Regions from separate parts of the Zea mays genome. Here region 2 is linked to region 1. The links are chromatin contacts, called in public HiChIP or PLAC-seq maps. All regions are on one chromosome and are shown on one strand. Each heading gives the region's core, a stretch centred on a gene start, on an enhancer-like site or on the middle of the called end of the contact. The rest is flanking DNA. Distances are from core to core; before and after follow the strand shown.

Region 1 (4,007 bases), core at 907-3,406:
TCCCACTTTGCTCCTTTGTTGAATCCAAAACTTGGTCTTTTTATTGGCTGAGTGTGAACCTTTTACACCTGTGTAATCTATACACTTGGGCAAACTTAGTTAGTCTAAATGTTTGTGTTGGACAATTCAACCACCAAAATTAATTAGGGACTAGGTGTAAGCCTAATTCCCTTTCAACTACGACGACGAAGAGGTGAAGATAGCTATGCGCGTGCTGCATCGATCTCCTCGGAGCGCGGCAGCAAGACCACAACGATGCACAAGTGGAAAAGCTGGCGAATGCGGTGATGTGGACGACCCCAACGTAGACCACGCACATGGAGTCGACGTTCTCGACGACGACCTTGGATGTGGCGCCGCGTCGCAGGCATGAGCAGCCAGCTCACCAGCGGTGATCTAGGTCGCGGACATGAGTAGCCAGCTCACCAGCGGTGATCTAGGCCGCCTACTTCACTCTTTGAGGACGACACAGGACACATGTTTGATGAAATGCCGCCTAGTAAAACGATCGTTCTTGTTTTATTTGTTCAAAATCTTAGGAATTGCTAATTCAGGTCTATTACTTGATAATGTCGTGTTGAAGCCAAACCTTTGTTTATTTTTTTAGGAATGGTTAATTGAGTTGGTATATTAAAGAGGATGAGATATAGATGATGATTTTTAGGAGACGTTGCTGGAGACGATGAAGACATAGAGGATGAAATTTTTCAAAACGTGTTGTAAATGACATAAAATATTCGTTTAGAGGATGGAATTTAGGGGTTGTTGCTGGAGACAACCTTATGGATTGAAGTGAAATAGAGGGAGAGATAGTGTTATCGTTGGAGTAAAGTAGGATATAGGAGATAAAATTTAGAAGTAATCGTTTGAATATAGCCTTAGTACAGTATAATGCTTGATACGACGACACATAAATATTTAATAAAATTTCTGACCACAATAAATACACAAAACTGACTACAGTGGTTCGAGACCCTTCCCGATATGTGAAGGTAAAGACAAGTAAAAAATGTATGTACAAATAGGGTTGGTTGGGTTTTGAACCTTGGTCGTTGGCATATCCACATAGTCAATAGAACACGTATTTTTACGACTTATTAAAACATAATATACTTATATAATATACAGAAACTATCAACCTAATTGGTGTTAATATATAACAGTTTGAGAATAAAACGCTCACGATAATTGTATGGTTGGTTACACGTAAGATAAGGAATAGGTACATTAACTTCACGCGACACACGATGTCTAGTGCTTTATAATAATAAAGTAGAGATAGATATATAGACCAAGACCAGTAGAGGATTTGGGTCGACTATAGATATTTAAAATACTTTTAATCTAAATAATAAATAAAACTATTTATCTAAATCTATAACTTTAACTTCGTAATTTATTTAGGACATGGTCTATCAACCTTACTGAGTTGCTCTTAAGGTGTTCTTTTTAGGCCTAGTTTGTTTACTCTAGTATTGAGCTCAATCCACATGTATTGATTTGGATTGGAGTTGCTCTTAAGGTGTTCTTTTTAGGCCTAGTTTGTTTACTCTAGTATTGAGCTCAATCCACATGTATTGATTTGAATTGGAATGTAATTTAAACTAATTTACACCTTAATCCATCTCAACGTACATAGATTAAATCAATACTAGAGCAACCAAACAAAATCTTAGTGTGTTTGATTTCTAGAGACTATTTTTTAGTCATTCATTTTATTCTATTTTAATCTTTAAATTGCTAAATATAAAGCTTCAGTCTATATATTTATTAATTTAAAAACTAAAAAATAGATGTCCATAGAAACCAAACATCTTTTGACACAGTCTCTGTAGTGGACTATGTATGGAACTATGGATGGTAATACTGTGTGTGAGTTGAGTTTCGTGTGCTCCGTCGCGAAACGGACGAGTGTCCGTACACACAAACGGTCTCGCCCTTTGCGAGTTGCGATTGCGACGACTTGTTCCCGCAAAAGCCAGGAACGGAACCAAACAGCAGCAACCTCCTCCCGTTTCATCGTCGTCCTCTTCTGGAACTAGAAAAGGCGAGGAGCGATCCGTTTCTCCCCTTCTCGCGCAGCCATTATTGCCCGCCCAGTCTGACGCCGCCGTATCCTCGCGGCGCCATGGTTTTATCATTGCGTCCACTCCTCGCCTCACCTTCCTTCCACGCTGAGGGTTTTCCTTTTTTTGTCTCATTCTAACATCACAGTTCTACACGATCTCTGATCGATTGATTCGGCCAAGATAATCTGAGTCTTGTGCTTATCTACTACACCTCTTCCCATTTTCTTCATTTCCAGTTTTTTCGGGGGCTTCATATCTCCCACGGCACGCGTCACATCTTCTTCATGCGTTGTGTGCCGAGTCGAGGCAGACATCGGAGGCGCGCGACTGACTGGTTGGTTTAGCTCGCGTTTTCTTTATCCGGTACCCTGCGCTACTCAATTTCGATTCTTTTAGCTCGGATTTGAGTAGCTGAAGGCCTTCGGCGGCGATGACTTGATTGATGCGAATTGGGGATTTCTTACCGTTTCCTCTATTGATGTCGGTGCTGAAGAGCTCAAACCAATTTGGGTTTTGAGGGTTTTTTTTCCCTTCTGCTGCTGATCAAGCTCACAAAGATCGCTAGCTCCATCTACCAATGGACGAGTCCGGGGAAGCGAGCGTCGGCTCCTTCAGGATCGGGCCGTCGACGCTGCTGGGCCGCGGGGTGGCGCTCCGCGTGCTCCTCTTCAGCTCGCTGTGGCGCCTGCGGGCGTGCGCGTACGCCGCCATCTCGCGCGTGCGCGGCGCGGCGCTGCCGGTGGCGGCGTCCTGGCTGCACCTCAGGAACACCCACGGCGTCCTCCTCATGGTCGTCCTCTTCGCCCTCTTCTTGCGGAAGCTCTCCGGCGCGCGGTCGCGGGCGGCGCTCGCGCGCCGGCGCAGGCAGTACGAGAAAGCCATGCTGCGTGCCGGTACGTACGAGGTCTGGGCGCGCGCCGCCAAGGTGCTCGACAGGATGTCTGAGCAGGTGAGGCGGATTTCTACGACGAGGAGCTCATCAGGGACAGGCTTGAGGAGATCCGGAGACGGAGGGAGGACGGGTCGCTCCGGGACGTGGTATTCTGCATGCGTGGCGATCTTGTTAGGAACTTGGGGAACATGTGCAACCCTGAACTTCACAAGGGCAGGCTAGAGGTAATTGACAAAGTAACTGTAGGTTCTACTAATTCACTCACTCTGATTCGTAGTAATATATTTGTTTGCTGATGTTTTGTAATTGTTGATGGCCTTGAGAATACAAAATGACCTCTTACTTAGTTTCTTACAACAAGAAATTCAGCATGGCCAAAGATCACTGAAACTCTGAATTCAGCATCACCATCATACCAGTAACACGGCTGATCTGTCGCAGTGCAGGTTCCTAAGCTTATAAAGGAATACATTGAAGAGGTTTCTACTCAACTAAGAATGGTGTGCGAATCTGACACCGACGAGATACTATTGGAAGAGAAGCTTGCCTTTGTCCAGGAGACCTGACATGCCTTTGGGAGGACAGCGCTGCTCTTGAGTGGGGGTGCTTCACTAGGGTCTTTCCATGTAGGTGTAGGTGTAGTGAAAACATTGGTCGAGCATAAGCTTCTGCCTCGGATTATAGCAGGATCAAGCGTTGGTTCTATTATATGTTCGATTGTTGCTACTCGAACATGGCCTGAGATTGAGAGCTTCTTCACAGACTCATCACAGACCTTGCAGTTCTTTGATGGGATCGGTGGATTTTTTGCAGTGATGAGGCGTGTCACCACTTACGGCGCACTGCATGACATTAGCCAGATGCAAAGGCTTCTGAGGGATCTCACGAGTAACTTAACATTTCAAGAGGCTTATGACATGACTGGCCGTGTCCTTGGGATCACCGTTTGCTCTCCTAGGAAAAATGAGCCACCCCGCTGCCTCAACTACCCGACGTCACCGCACGTTGTTATTTGGAGTGCAGTAACTGCCTCTTGTGCATTTCCT
Region 2 (4,007 bases), core at 485-2,984, 180 kb after region 1:
CAGCCAACTCCCAGTCCAGTTACGTCTAACCGCTGATATATAGAGCAGACCACGACCATCCCACACAACAGCGGCCTATCTACAGCAACATCCACGGACGAAACTGCAGATGATCCGGCCGGATAAATATGGCTCATTTACGAGAGACATGGCAATTTGTTGTGTTTGGCCAATATCTGCTGCAATTTCATATCACACAATGCAAAGGACATATTGAAAAAGAACAGAAGCGATCGAAACGAGTGTAGAGAGAGTTCTAGACTATTGCAAGTGCGCAACCAGCTAGATTCTTGATAACACATCTCAATGGTGAGCATGAAACGTTCAGATTACGATACTGACTAGACACTATTCACATCTAATCTCATAATAAGAAATACATCACCACCCCCCAAAACCAACAGTGCCGGCGTCTACTTCGCATTCTTGGAACAGGGCCTTATTCCATACTCAAAACTCGCTCCCGCGCTCGATCGCATCATATCTCGTGCCAAAAAAAAATATTACAGAGAAAATGGGGACAAAATCATTACTTTTCCCAGTTTCCCCTGACCAGGATCAACTATATGATCTGCGCTACTCTGCCGGGTCACCGCGCGGTTGACCGCAGCAGAGCATTGCGCCGATCGCCAATGGAGGCTGGCGCGCGTGGCCACGTGTGGAGGACTCTGGGCAGCGTTCCGGTTCCGTGTGTGTTGTGTTATTGTGTACTTGTGTTGTGTTAGACAGCCGCGGCTGCGACGGCGGCAGGCAACATGGCGCCGGCGGTGCCCATGCTGCTGTACTCTTGTTGGTCCTCCAGCAGGAAGGACCTGACGGCGTCAATGCAGGGCGCGGCGACCAGCCGCTGCCAGGCCTCGTCGGCGGCGAGGCCGCGCTTCAGGAACACCTCCGTGGCGTCGACGCGGCGGACGCGCCACATGCGCTCGAGCCGCTGGATCTTGCCGCGCTGGCGCACGGCGAGGCGGGACGTGTTGGCCTTGATCTCGTGGAGGGCCGCGGCGAGCATCTGGTCGTGGTGGTGGCCGTGGCCGCGGCCGCGCGCCCGGAGGTAGGCGTCGAGCTCCGGCACGCCGATGGCGCGCCAGATGCCCCTGGAGTAGTCGGTGCGGCGGGGGTCGAACGCGGCCGCCACCTCGTCGACGAGGCCGCGCCGGCACATGTCGTCGACGCGGCGGGCGACGAAGCCGTGCAGCACGGGGAGCTGCGCGTCCACCCAGAGGAAGCAGCACTCGTACCGGTCCCGGAACGCGCGCCGGTCCCCCTCGACGAGCTCCTCCACGTACGAGTTGGAGCCGCCGGCGATGACGGGCACCCGGCCCCGCGCCGCGGCGCGGTCCGCGGCGCGCGAGGCCTCGCGGCGGAAGTCGGCCGCCGTGAACTCGGCGTCCGGGTGCACCACGCCCAGCAGGTGGTGCGGCACCCGCCCGCGCTCGGCGAGGCCCACCTTGTTGGTGGCCACGTCCAGGCCGGCGTGCGCCTGGATCTTGTCCGAGTTGATGACCTCGCCGCCGAAGCGCAGCGCGAGGTCGATCGCCAGGCGGGACTTGCCGGTGCCCGTGGCGCCCAGCACCACCACGGCCTTGTGCTTGGCCGCCACGCGCCTGCAGGCGCCGCCGACAGACAGCGGCGGCGGGTCCGGGAGCGTGATCGACGTCGGCGGCATCGTCAGCCTGGTGGGCATGGGGAAGCAGGCCGGCGGTGGCGGCGGCGCTGCCATCGCGGGGGCCGCCATGGATGCTGCCGGATCGGGAATCGGCCCTGCTTTGTGATCAGCTAGCTAGCTAGCTTCCTTCCTTGGCTGCTTGCTTGGCTGCGTCTGCGTGGTGTGGGAGCAGAAGCAGAGCAAAGCATGGGTATTTATAGGGCGGGGGCGTCTCCAAATGCAGGGCCGCGCGCTACAGCGACCGCGGTTGACCGCACTGCATGATTCGGTTTAGATAAGGTGGCGAGTGGCGACTGGCGATGCAAGTACCGGCAGCGAGTGGCTTTCTCTTTTGCCGTCGCACGACACGACGACGACGACGAACAAGGCAACAGATTGAGGCAGAGCAGGCAAGCGGCAAGCCACCATGGGAGAGTTGACCTCCGATCCATGTATATCCACGGCAAGCCAAGGCCCAAGAGAGAGTTGACTAGAGTGTCTCGTCGCTTTCTTCCGCGCGGACTACCTGCTGGTCTTGGTCGTCATCTAGCTTCTTTCGAAAACGACGATCATCATGCAGTGACACAGTGCATGCACGGAGAATAATGTTACTAGCTTAGCCCCGCATGGTTTGCACTAGCTTAGCTGCGGTGGCCTTCTCTGTGGTGAGGACGACGAGAGGACAGGACACCACCATGTCGTCCGCCGCAAGCTGCCAAGGAGGAGGGAAAATAAAGGGCAAAAGGGCCGTCGGAAACGCATCGAAGAATTGAGCCACCCACTCGCGCAGCAGCAGCAGCAAAGGCGATCCAATTCCAACGTACAGGACGATCGTGCACTGCACGGCCTCCGGACCGCCGGACGTCCACAGACCACAGGGCAGCAACAGCGCCCCGCGCTCGAGAGCGACTGCCGCTAGCGCTACGCTACTGATCGGATCGCGGACAGAGACTGGTGGTGTGGTGCGTGCCGTGCTGGTGGTGGCCGCCGCCCCGCCTGCGCCTGGGCGGGGTTGGGGAGGCGGCGGGACTCGGGAGGCCTAGCCGCCGCGGCGCGCACTCATATTGGGCTACGGCCTAGGGCTGCGTGCGGCGGCCGAGTGAGTGGAGGGTGGAGTCGTTTCGTCGCCTGGTTGGAGGGACGCGTGACGCGGGCAGCGGGGAGGGAGTACGGCGTACGGACGCCCGGACACCGGGGGCGTGTGGTGCGTGCGCGCCCGCCTCCGTCCAATCCAATCGGTCCGGCCCGGTACCACGGGGCCTACTAGCCGCCGCTAGCCTGCTACGAGAGGCAGACCAGAGGAGTGCCGCCGGTCGGAGTCGGACGATGGAAACAGCGGACAAACAGGAGCACGGGAAATGGGTTCAGCAAATGCAAGTTCCTGTGCAAAGCGCGTGCAGCAGTTCGAAGCACCTGCGTACTGCGTAGACGCGTCATCTACGAGTGCGAAAATGCACGGCTCGGCAGCATCCACCCGTCGAATTCTCCGTCGAGGATGGATTCCCATGGAGAAATTTTGTGTCTCCATCTTCGCAAAACATATGTATTTATCCCATGATTCATCTCGTCGATAGGTTGATCAAAAGTTGAGAAATTTTTACTTGTCCAAAACTTAGGATTCCATTATTTTTGCAACGGAGAGATTACGCGCGGGGATTGAATGTGTATCAACTATTATCAAGCGAAAACTTCAAGAGATACATAGCTATCAAGCATCGGGTGGTGAAGGAAGCAGAGCAGAGGCAGAGCGCGTCACACGAACGGCGCCTGCTGGCGCTCCTGGAAGTAGGCGCCGGTGGGCCCGCCGTCGGGGAGCAGAGCGACGGCCACCACCCTGCTGCCGCCTTCCTCGGGCGTGAGCATGCCGAAGTTGACGGTCATGTCGGTCCTGACGAAGCCCGGGTGCACGCAGTTGACGCGCAGCGCGGGGTGCCTCCGCGCCAGGACGCGCGAGTAGGCGTTCAGCGCCGCCTTGGACACCATGTAAGCCGGCGAGAACCCGGCGGGCCACCACCCTCGCGCCTCCACGGCGCCGGCCTCCAGGTCCGCCACGAACGCGCCCGCCACCTCGTCCAGCCTCTCCTCGGTCAGGCTCGCCACGTCGTCCAGCTCCCGCTTCAGCGCCTCGCTGCCGAAAAACTGCGTGCATGGACTCACTCGACCCGTCAGCAAGCCTACTGAAAGAGGTAGCACAAGGGAACGACTGGATTGATAGATTCGTGTACGAACCCTGAGCTGCCCAAGCACCGAGGAGACATTGACGATCCTTCCGCTGTCGGAGGCCAGCAGCAGTGGCAGGAGTGCTCGGGTGACTTGCTTCGTGCCGTGGTAGTTTATCCTCATGCATTCCTTCCCAGCATCG

Evidence for each region. HiChIP or PLAC-seq counts read pairs in DNA pulled down with a chosen protein or histone mark.
Region 2: a contact with region 1 is called in an H3K4me3 HiChIP or PLAC-seq map of leaf, with 2.8 times the contacts expected there. The contact joins the promoter of LOC100158226 here to the promoter of LOC100384395 in region 1. A contact is called at or near these places in 1 of 25 Hi-C or Micro-C datasets (leaf) and 1 of 3 datasets of contacts at active chromatin or transcription factors (leaf).

Annotation. Positions count from the first base shown.
Region 1 is chr5:3,422,397-3,426,403 of Zm-B73-REFERENCE-NAM-5.0, forward strand. LOC100384395 (putative phospholipase, patatin family protein) reads left to right here and starts at 2,157. Exons shown (of 2, transcript NM_001176937.1): 1 at 2,157-3,185; 2 at 3,408-3,750. The coding sequence starts at 2,647. The coding sequence ends at 3,183.
Region 2 is chr5:3,603,601-3,607,607 of Zm-B73-REFERENCE-NAM-5.0, forward strand. LOC100158226 (isopentenyl transferase IPT5) reads right to left here and starts at 1,735. Exons shown (of 1, transcript NM_001127722.1): 1 at 722-1,735. The coding sequence starts at 1,735. The coding sequence ends at 722. It overlaps LOC100217017 ((+)-neomenthol dehydrogenase), which reads right to left. Exons shown (of 5, transcript NM_001143393.1): 4 at 3,875-4,007; 5 at 3,249-3,784. The coding sequence ends at 3,398.